Linked DNA regions of Zea mays: regions 2 and 3 are each linked to region 1. A link is a contact called in public Hi-C data. All regions are on one chromosome and are shown on one strand. Each heading gives the region's core, a stretch centred on a gene start, on an enhancer-like site or on the middle of the called end of the contact. The rest is flanking DNA. Distances are from core to core; before and after follow the strand shown.

What was found. A called contact is a pair of places that touch in the nucleus more often than the background predicts.
Region 2: a Hi-C map of ear shows a contact between it and region 1, with 2.4 times the contacts expected there. The contact joins the promoter of LOC100381528 here to the promoter of LOC100217045 in region 1. A contact is called at or near these places in 2 of 25 Hi-C or Micro-C datasets (ear and tassel).
Region 3: a Hi-C map of ear shows a contact between it and region 1, with 2.2 times the contacts expected there. The contact joins the promoter of LOC100280678 here to the promoter of LOC100217045 in region 1. A contact is called at or near these places in 2 of 25 Hi-C or Micro-C datasets (ear and tassel).

The regions. Positions count from the first base shown.
Region 1 is chr8:127,668,141-127,670,916 of Zm-B73-REFERENCE-NAM-5.0, forward strand. LOC100217045 reads right to left here and starts at 1,423. Exons shown (of 7, transcript NM_001143417.1): 1 at 1,270-1,423; 2 at 972-1,172. LOC118473137 reads right to left here and starts at 1,460. Exons shown (of 3, transcript XM_035961798.1): 1 at 1,291-1,460; 2 at 972-1,160. The coding sequence starts at 1,407.
Region 2 is chr8:127,975,508-127,978,207 of Zm-B73-REFERENCE-NAM-5.0, forward strand. It overlaps LOC100381528 (oxidative stress 3), which reads left to right and starts at 1,337. Exons shown (of 2, transcript NM_001174357.1): 1 at 1,337-1,648; 2 at 1,742-2,242. The coding sequence starts at 1,455. The coding sequence ends at 2,003.
Region 3 is chr8:127,994,465-127,997,164 of Zm-B73-REFERENCE-NAM-5.0, forward strand. It overlaps LOC100280678, which reads right to left and starts at 1,259. Exons shown (of 1, transcript NM_001159256.2): 1 at 203-1,259. The coding sequence starts at 1,132. The coding sequence ends at 344. LOC100281266 reads right to left here. Exons shown (of 1, transcript NM_001154185.2): 1 at 2,674-2,700.

The DNA.
Region 1 (2,776 bases), core at 173-2,672:
TGGTAAACCGGTAATTGCTGCTGCCTATTGTATGTTGAAATAATAATCTGTCGACTATTCACCCCTTGAAATAGTGCTCAGTTTTTCTTTTGTTCATTTCAACTTTCTGAAAATTGTAAGAGAATGGTTTACTTGGATGGCTTTATTGAAGTGTTAAGTGTTACACACTTCATATAAGATTTTACTTGTTGCACCCATTGAGCAGGATAGCCTACCCTAACTTGCTTGGGACTAAAAGGTTTTTTTTTTGTTGCATCCAATGAGCAGGATATCATAGATGCTGGACCACTGTCATATGATGAGATTCTCTGACCGTGGCCTGAAGCACCATAGACATGGCATACATATCCTCATGTGTACGTGTAACGAGTAAGTCTATCACTCTATCTATAGCAAATTAGCAATGGCTTCTACCAGCAGCATGCCCTTCATAGCAGGTTCATAACCACAAATGCAACTTTCTGTAGCTTAAACAACATCACTTAGTGCGATTGTGTGACATAAGATTTTTACAGTTGAAGATTGGATTGGCACCACACTCTAATATGGAAAAAATTTCCAATCTATTTTGCCTTTGGGAGATCCTTGTTTTTTTCGTATATATTGTTGAATTGCCTTTTGAGACTAAGATTTCAATCCTAAAGCCTAATTGAATCTGCAGCCATACTAAGAAATGGTGTATGTTCCGCAGACAAGTAGTATTGTATCATGCAATTGTATCGCTTAGTAAGAACTCAGACCGTCCATGTCCAAGCATCACCAAAAGGAGCTGCATAGCACACGACACAAGTTGAGAATCTATTCAGCGATGCACGTGACGTGCTTCTAGTGGCATTGAAAGGCTACCTCGATGGTCTATTTAACTGGAAAAAAAATGCAAAATGAATTCATCAACAAAATGCAAACGAATACCCAAGTTGGGCAATCTTGTCGTGTTGGTATTGACAGTGTGTGTCGAGTGAATACACTACCTCTTTAGATATCTTGATTCCTTGGTTGATGTGAAGGCACACAGCACATTCTCTCCAGTGGCATCCATATTTGGGGGCAAAGCGGCAGCGATGGCTACACTGTACAGGCAACACAAGATTCTTGGACCGGGGCCTCCAGTAACCTCCATAATTGACTGGTCCCCAAACTCCGAGCAATACGTCCGTCACCTGCTCAGTTTACTGTAGATCAGCGTGGACGCAAATGCAACTTAGCACTGGAATCTCGAAGAAATAATCACACAAATGCTCGGGGGGGGGGGGGGGGGGGGGTGATTACACACGGTTGAAGTTGAACTACCACAAATCCGGAGCACGGGTGAGAATGGCCGTCTCCCTTCCAGGAGAGGGGAAGGCGAAGCGCGCGTAGGAGTGAAGGCTTGAGAAGTTGGGCCGCCGGCGAGTGGACGCCGCGCATGGGACTGCGCCGCAGCGGATGGACACTGTGGCGGAGCCGCGGAGGACAGCTAGGCCGCGATTTGTTTTACTGAGAGGGGGCGGGCCACAGAATCGGGCTGCCAGGATAGGACGAGTGATGATTGGGCCGTGAAGACGTGGGCCTGATGAAAGAATAAAAGTAAAACCTATAGGAAATTTGGTTTGAAAAATTATAAAGAAATTTTATTTAGTTAAATTAGCAATGACTTAACTAAGAAACGAGATATTTTATAAATTATATATTTTTACATCTTATTAAGTTATTTGCAATTTAATTATACTATTTTTTACAACTTTATGAAATTGATTTTCTAGGTGTGCTGCTTTTTATCTTGGTTTGATTAATTTTATTATGTGAAGAATAAATTTTAAATATGTTTTTCTACTATATTTTACAATGATAAGATTCAAAAACTAATTTTAAGTTTAGATGACCATTGCCGACACCCGTTTGGATCCATATCAGTATATATTTAGTATGTCATCAGCATGACGTCAGATCCGTTTGTCCAGAGGATCAATGTGACACATCTTGACAAGTATAAAAATAGTGCACTTTGTCAGTATATGGACGGTACGGCATACCTTTAACAAGGACTAAAATAATGCAGTTTATGATTAGGCGACATGAGGTACCTGTTTAAGTTGCGGACCGGTAGTGCGCGTACTCATTTTTTTCACGTGAACTTTGTATTGATTCACTTAGCTTTAATTCGTATCGATTCTACTGATTCTACAATATTTTATCTCTTTGCGGTAATCTGAATAACTAGTTTTAATCTAAAGCGAACAATTTTGGAAACTAAGTGTAGTCAAAATCATGTATGAGTGTGATAGATTTTTTTGTTAGTTCATTACGATGGCGTCCTCAAACTTCACCGTGATCATGACTAAACAACCTAGAACATCATACAGGCGAGTGTGGATCTACTAGTAGGCAAGCACGACCTTGGCCATAGATCCATTCGAAGAAAGAAGATGAGGTAGACACACAAAGTCTGCTTGTCATTGAGATAAATGACAATAGTTTTTTTAAAAGACACTGATGTTAAATTAAACGGATTTCAACTTCCACATAGCTCATAACTTACCATTATTTTTCTATAACCTACAACTCATATCCCACAACCACTTTTTTCAAAGACCACAACTCACCCAAATACACTCTCAGGGACTGTCAGATTCTATGAGCTAAAATAAAAGTGACTACAATTTAGTCCCTTTGGAGCTAAAGATCCAAACAAGGATAGTTAAAAGTAACTAAATTGATACATTTTTACTATTTTAGTCACTTTTAGTTCTTTTTGTTTAGATCGTTAGCTTCTAAGTGTCTAAACTTTAATTACTTT
Region 2 (2,700 bases), core at 87-2,586, 310 kb after region 1:
AAGTGGATTGAGGAGGATTAAATCCCCTCATATACAAATTTGTATAAAAATAGATTAAATCTCTTCAATCCTGCTCAATCTATTCTAACCGAACAAGGCCTCAATCCCACTTAATTTATATGAATTGAGAGCGAACCGATCAATCCTGACTTGGGGAGCACCTTTTCTTGAAACGGAAAAACATATGTATCTAGTCTCGCCGCAAGTTAGCAAATCAGACGCCACGTAGTACACATAAGCACACATCCCTGAGAGCGAAACCTCTCCTGTGTTTCAACCCAAGCGCAATGCACATAATCGAATCGAACCTGGAGTATAACATTAGTTTTGATGTAAGTTCTGAATATGATTCTGAACATAATGACACCGTAGAAAAAAAACCCTCAGATTCAAGCAAAAAAAAAAAAAAAAACAGAAGGAGGTGAGTTTCAAGCTGATGCGGCAATCTACCATCTGGAAGTAGCACATGACCCCGGTTAATTAATGAATGTATCTTTAGTCTAAAACAAATTATATTATATTTTTGGATGGAGAAGTATTTAGAAGTATTTGATTTCACGCTTTTTATACCAATGAAGTTTATCTTAATAATTCCTTATAAGCTATCCATTTACTCCAGCCATAAGCCAGCTAGTTCCTATAGGCTGTTTTGGTTCGATTGTCCCGAAACGCTTGGTCGTAAAGATTTTCGGTTGTAACCCAGACCAGTACACAAGACACTACGGATACAAAAGTTTTTTATCGTTAGAAATTTCAAATTATTTTATATACGATATAATCTAAACAAAACCAGAGTTCACGCTTTCGGACCGGTCGAGTCCGAGCGTTCGGACCCGGAGATTGGCGGCCACCGGCCAGCACCCCCACCCGGTGCGATTGCGAACCAAACCTGGCCTCGTGCGCGCGGGACCCGGAGTGAGATGAGGATAAGATCGGAGAACAGATTCCGGAGCGAAAGCCATGCGTGGCAGCGCCGCAGTGGCCAGCCCGAGCCAACACGCCTTTATTAACGCAGATTTACACCCCACGTGTCGGCGTGGGTCGCAGGACCCGATGTGCCATGGACGCGACGGCACTCGGCACAGTGCCACAGGCGGGGAGATGCGAGGGCACGACCACGAACCGCTGCAAAAACAAATGGTTTCCGCACCGAATTTCGCACGTTACTCGCTCGCGACGCGAGATGGACAGATGGTTTTTGCGTTGGTCAATCCGTCAATGGACCGACGGAGAGAAAGCGGGCGGGGAGGGCAGGCGCGGGGCGCGTTATCTCGCCGCGGCGTGGCGCCGGGAGTTATATAAAAGCGCGCACCGCGGAGGCCGACGCGCAGAGGGAGCCCAAGGAAGCGAAGCGGAAGAGACCGAGAGGGAGAAGCGTTTCTCCTGGGTTGTTCGGGTGAGCCGCTAGCGAGAGCGAGACGGAGCGAGGCTTTGCCGCTGCAGAGCAGAGCGACATGAGCTACCGGCTTGGAGGCGCGGCGGACCGCGAGGAGGGGGACGAGGAGCTGTTCGAGACGGCGCCGTCCGTCTCCGGCGGCGAGGGCTCGTGCGACCAGGAGCGCCGCGCGTTCGTGCCGCCGCTGCGGAGGATGAACTCGGACAGCATCTACGACATGGCGTCCATGGTGTCGCAGCAGCTCCCAGCCAAGTAAGTGCGCGCGCGCCTGCACCCATGGTCTGTCTTCTCACGCCTCACGGTATTTTTGCTCATGAATCGGGGACCTGGCTGGCTGGCTTGCAGGAAAGGGCTATCGCGGTACTACGAGGGCAAGTCGCAGTCGTTCGCGTGCATGTCGGAGGTGCGCTGCCTGGAGGACCTGCGCAAGAAGGGCAGCCCCTACAAGCACAGGACCAACAAGAGCTACGGCGCGCTGGGACTGGGACTGGGAGGGATGATGTGGCCAAGAAGCCCGCCTCCAGCTCCTGCGCCGACCTCGGCCTCGCCGCCGCCAACGGGTTCAGGACGGCCCACGGCCCCAATTCAGAACGGGTACCACCAGTGAGGCTGTAGCCTGTAGGCAGACGACGAGAGCACTGCAACTGTTTTTTCGTTCTCTCTTTTTTTTTTTTACTTCTCTACTCTTGTTCTGCGGGATTTCCTTCACGGGCTTGACTTGACTTGACTGTGAGAATTTTACGAGGTGGTGTGAACTGTTGCTTGCTCTGCTATCGGAGTACCTGTAGAGCACTAGAGGGACTCACTCACAACATAATTGACCGTTCTGCACTGTTGCTGCTCGGCAAAACAAACTGCTGTTTGGGTAAATACGAAGCACTGCAGTCCTGGCAGAAAATAATGATCGACTGTTTCCTTCCTTTGGAGTGACCATTAACCGAATCCTCTCCCGCACCTACCACATAAGCTCTCAACTCAACTTTGATTCAGTGTACAGACCATAGAAGGCTATATAGCTCAGTTTTTTTAGAATTCACACAAGTTTATTTCAGCGCTCGCTCAGAAATCGTATAACATAATGAAATAGTGTGTGGAAAGAGCTCCAGAGAGATCGATGGTCTTTAGTAGGGGTATTTATAGAGATTGATGATCAAATTTGTGATTTTTTTTTTCATTTTTTGAATTTTTCGGACTCCAAAAATAACTAGTTGCAACGGCTGGACCAATTAAAAACCTCCACGTCGCTCTCATCCGTCACTCTTGCTCTCCCTCTCGCCAGGCGACAGTGGGCCCCCTGCGCGAGA
Region 3 (2,700 bases), core at 9-2,508, 330 kb after region 1:
ATGGAACACACGTACTTCCACGACTGAACACCGATTAATTGCAGATTAGCTGAACACCGATTCCAGAAGGCAGCAGTGTACTGACAGCGAAGGCAACTACACTTTGTATATACACTGGTAGTAATGATCGAACGAACGAGAACCATGTACAGCAGCACGCCACGCTTACAGATTGCAGTATTAATAGTTGCACCAGGTTTGGTTTATATCCACAAGAAGAATGATGCAAATTCATGAAAGAAAATGGTACGATCAATATTGCTTAACGAAGCTGTTCCGTTGACGACGCCGGCAGCAGCGAGCGAAGGAGATCGCAGATCGGCATCCACCACATCTTGGACGCCTACATCACCAGCTCCGACACCCATCCCAAGTCCGGCCCGTCGTCCTCCGTGACCGCAGCCGCAGGCAGGACCGGCGCCGACGACGACGCCTTGGCCTTCCTGAATCCGAGCTCCCGCATCGCGAGCAACAGCTCCTCCACCTCGGCGTCCGCCGGCTCGTCGACCCACCTCCGGCCCTCCACCGGCGACACCGGCGGCGACTCCCAGGGCGGCGCCAGCGTCGACTTGGGCGAGAGCGACAGCGCGAGCGGCGAGCAGCCGTCCTTGGCGGCGCCGGCGCCGGCGCCGGCGCCGGCGCGGAGCTCGGCCGCGGCGTGCGCGAAGAAGCAGACGCGGCGGCGGCAGGCAGCGCCCGCGCGGCAGGGGCGCGTGCGGTAGCGGGACGGGTGGAGCCACAGCTCGAAGGTGCCGTGCGCGAGCGGGCAGGCGGCCCCGCGCGGGCACGCGGCGCCCGCGCCCGGGCGGCGCCGGAAGTCCGGGCACGGCTCCCCCGCGTAGGCCACGCGGCGCGGGTCCCGCCGCCGCGCGGCCTCCCCCGGGTGCGCGTAGGGGCACGCCGTCCAGTCGTGGCTCCGCGCGCGCGCGCACCGCCGCACCTTGAACTCGTGCATCATGAACTCGTCGTCCGCCTCCGTCGCGACGTCGCCGCCCTCGGCGCGGGTGGAGGAGAGGTACTCTCCCAGCGCGGCGAGGAGCTGCGGCGGGATCTCTGCGGCGGACGGGTCGGCCCACGGCGCGCCCAGAGACGCCGGGTCCAGCACCAGGTGCAAATTTTCACGGCTCACCATGCCTGCCGTCGCTCTATCTGCCTCGCCCTCAGTGTTGTTCAACACTCGGTCCAGTCCGGTTAGCCTGGGTGGTGGTGGTGCCGGGGAAAGAGAGGACTGTGGTGAACGTGCCTTGAGGAGATATAACAACCGTAGGGTTGGTGGCGCGGGGTTTTATAGGGGTTGGGCTGGGGCGGTATCGTATCCGGCAACCGGCATGGGCGGTATTGAGGGCTCTGTTGGTTGCCGAGCTATCGGAGGCTGGCGTGGCGTCGTGGGGAGGTGGTTTGGCGCGGGGCGACTACGTGGAGAGGCGTGGAGGCCCGTGCTGCATGTTGCTCGCCACGTCGCGGCCTCTCGGCGAAGGAAATGGGGCGGGCCACCGGGCGCTTTTGCGGCTGGGCCGGTGAGGTTTCGAGCTGCGCTGCTGTACGGCGTGGTCTGCTGCGCAGTACGGGACACCCACACGTACACAGCTGCATCACTACTCTTGTGGATCCAGCAGCCATGCCCCTGAGAAGAGGCAAGGCACCTGGACATATATATTTATCCTGGTACTAAAGAGAGCATATACTTCCGTGCACCTTAAAATAAAATTTGCATCAGCTGACTCGGGAGGGAGCCTACGGAGTACGGACATTTCCGCCCGCGGTAACCGTCCCCCCCCCCCCCCCCCCCCCCCGGCCCCTGCATATGGATGGAGCGTGAAATAGATGACCGTTAGCAGCGCCCCGACTCAAGGCAGACAGCCTCAAGCCCAAGAATATCAGGCCCGGCCTGCTCTCGCACACCGGCCCAACTTTAGAGTTTCGGCCCCAAGTGTGTGCTAGAGTCGAGAGAAATTATCATATTCATGTATGAACTAATGAACATAACATCGTACTTTGTTTATCAGCGAGTGCGAGGCCATCGTTACCTCCTGCAGCTATCAAGTTCCTCGAGTTGCTGATGGTGCCGGCCTAGCTGCTCTACAGTTCTATGTTGTCCAACATTCATTATTGGCAGTCATGCATTCTCTTGAGACCTTCGGGTGCTTCCCCTAGCTCTCTGCCTTCGATATGATCAATCATTGCCTTGGATGCAGGTGTATTGGAAGCGGCCATTCCGACGTCATCATAAAGGCTGTGGAGTTTTTTTCGACCCACTCCTTTTATCCTATCCTGGGCAACATTTAGTTTTCTAGGAGTTAAGCTCTATGATTAATTAATTAATTAATTAATTAACGCACTAAATGACTAGGGCTTCATCAAGTGCTCAATAACACAAGGAGAATGATCTTCTCTTGCTTTCACACACCCTTGTCAAAATCCCTCGAGGAATCACAACGTTGGTCAAAATCCCTCAAGTTCTATCAAGTTTATGTTGGCAATTAAATCTTTGGCTCGATAAATGAAGGTCATTGTAAGGAGTTTGGTGAGTTGATGTCAAAAGAGTTCGAGATGTCGATGATCATCGAGCTTACTTTCTTTCTTTAGCTTTCAAATCAAGTAAATGAAGGTAACTTTATCCGCCAAGACAAATACACCAAATACTTGCTAAAGAGATTCAAAATAGAAAACTATCTGCTCGCCACTCTTGAACCTACTCAC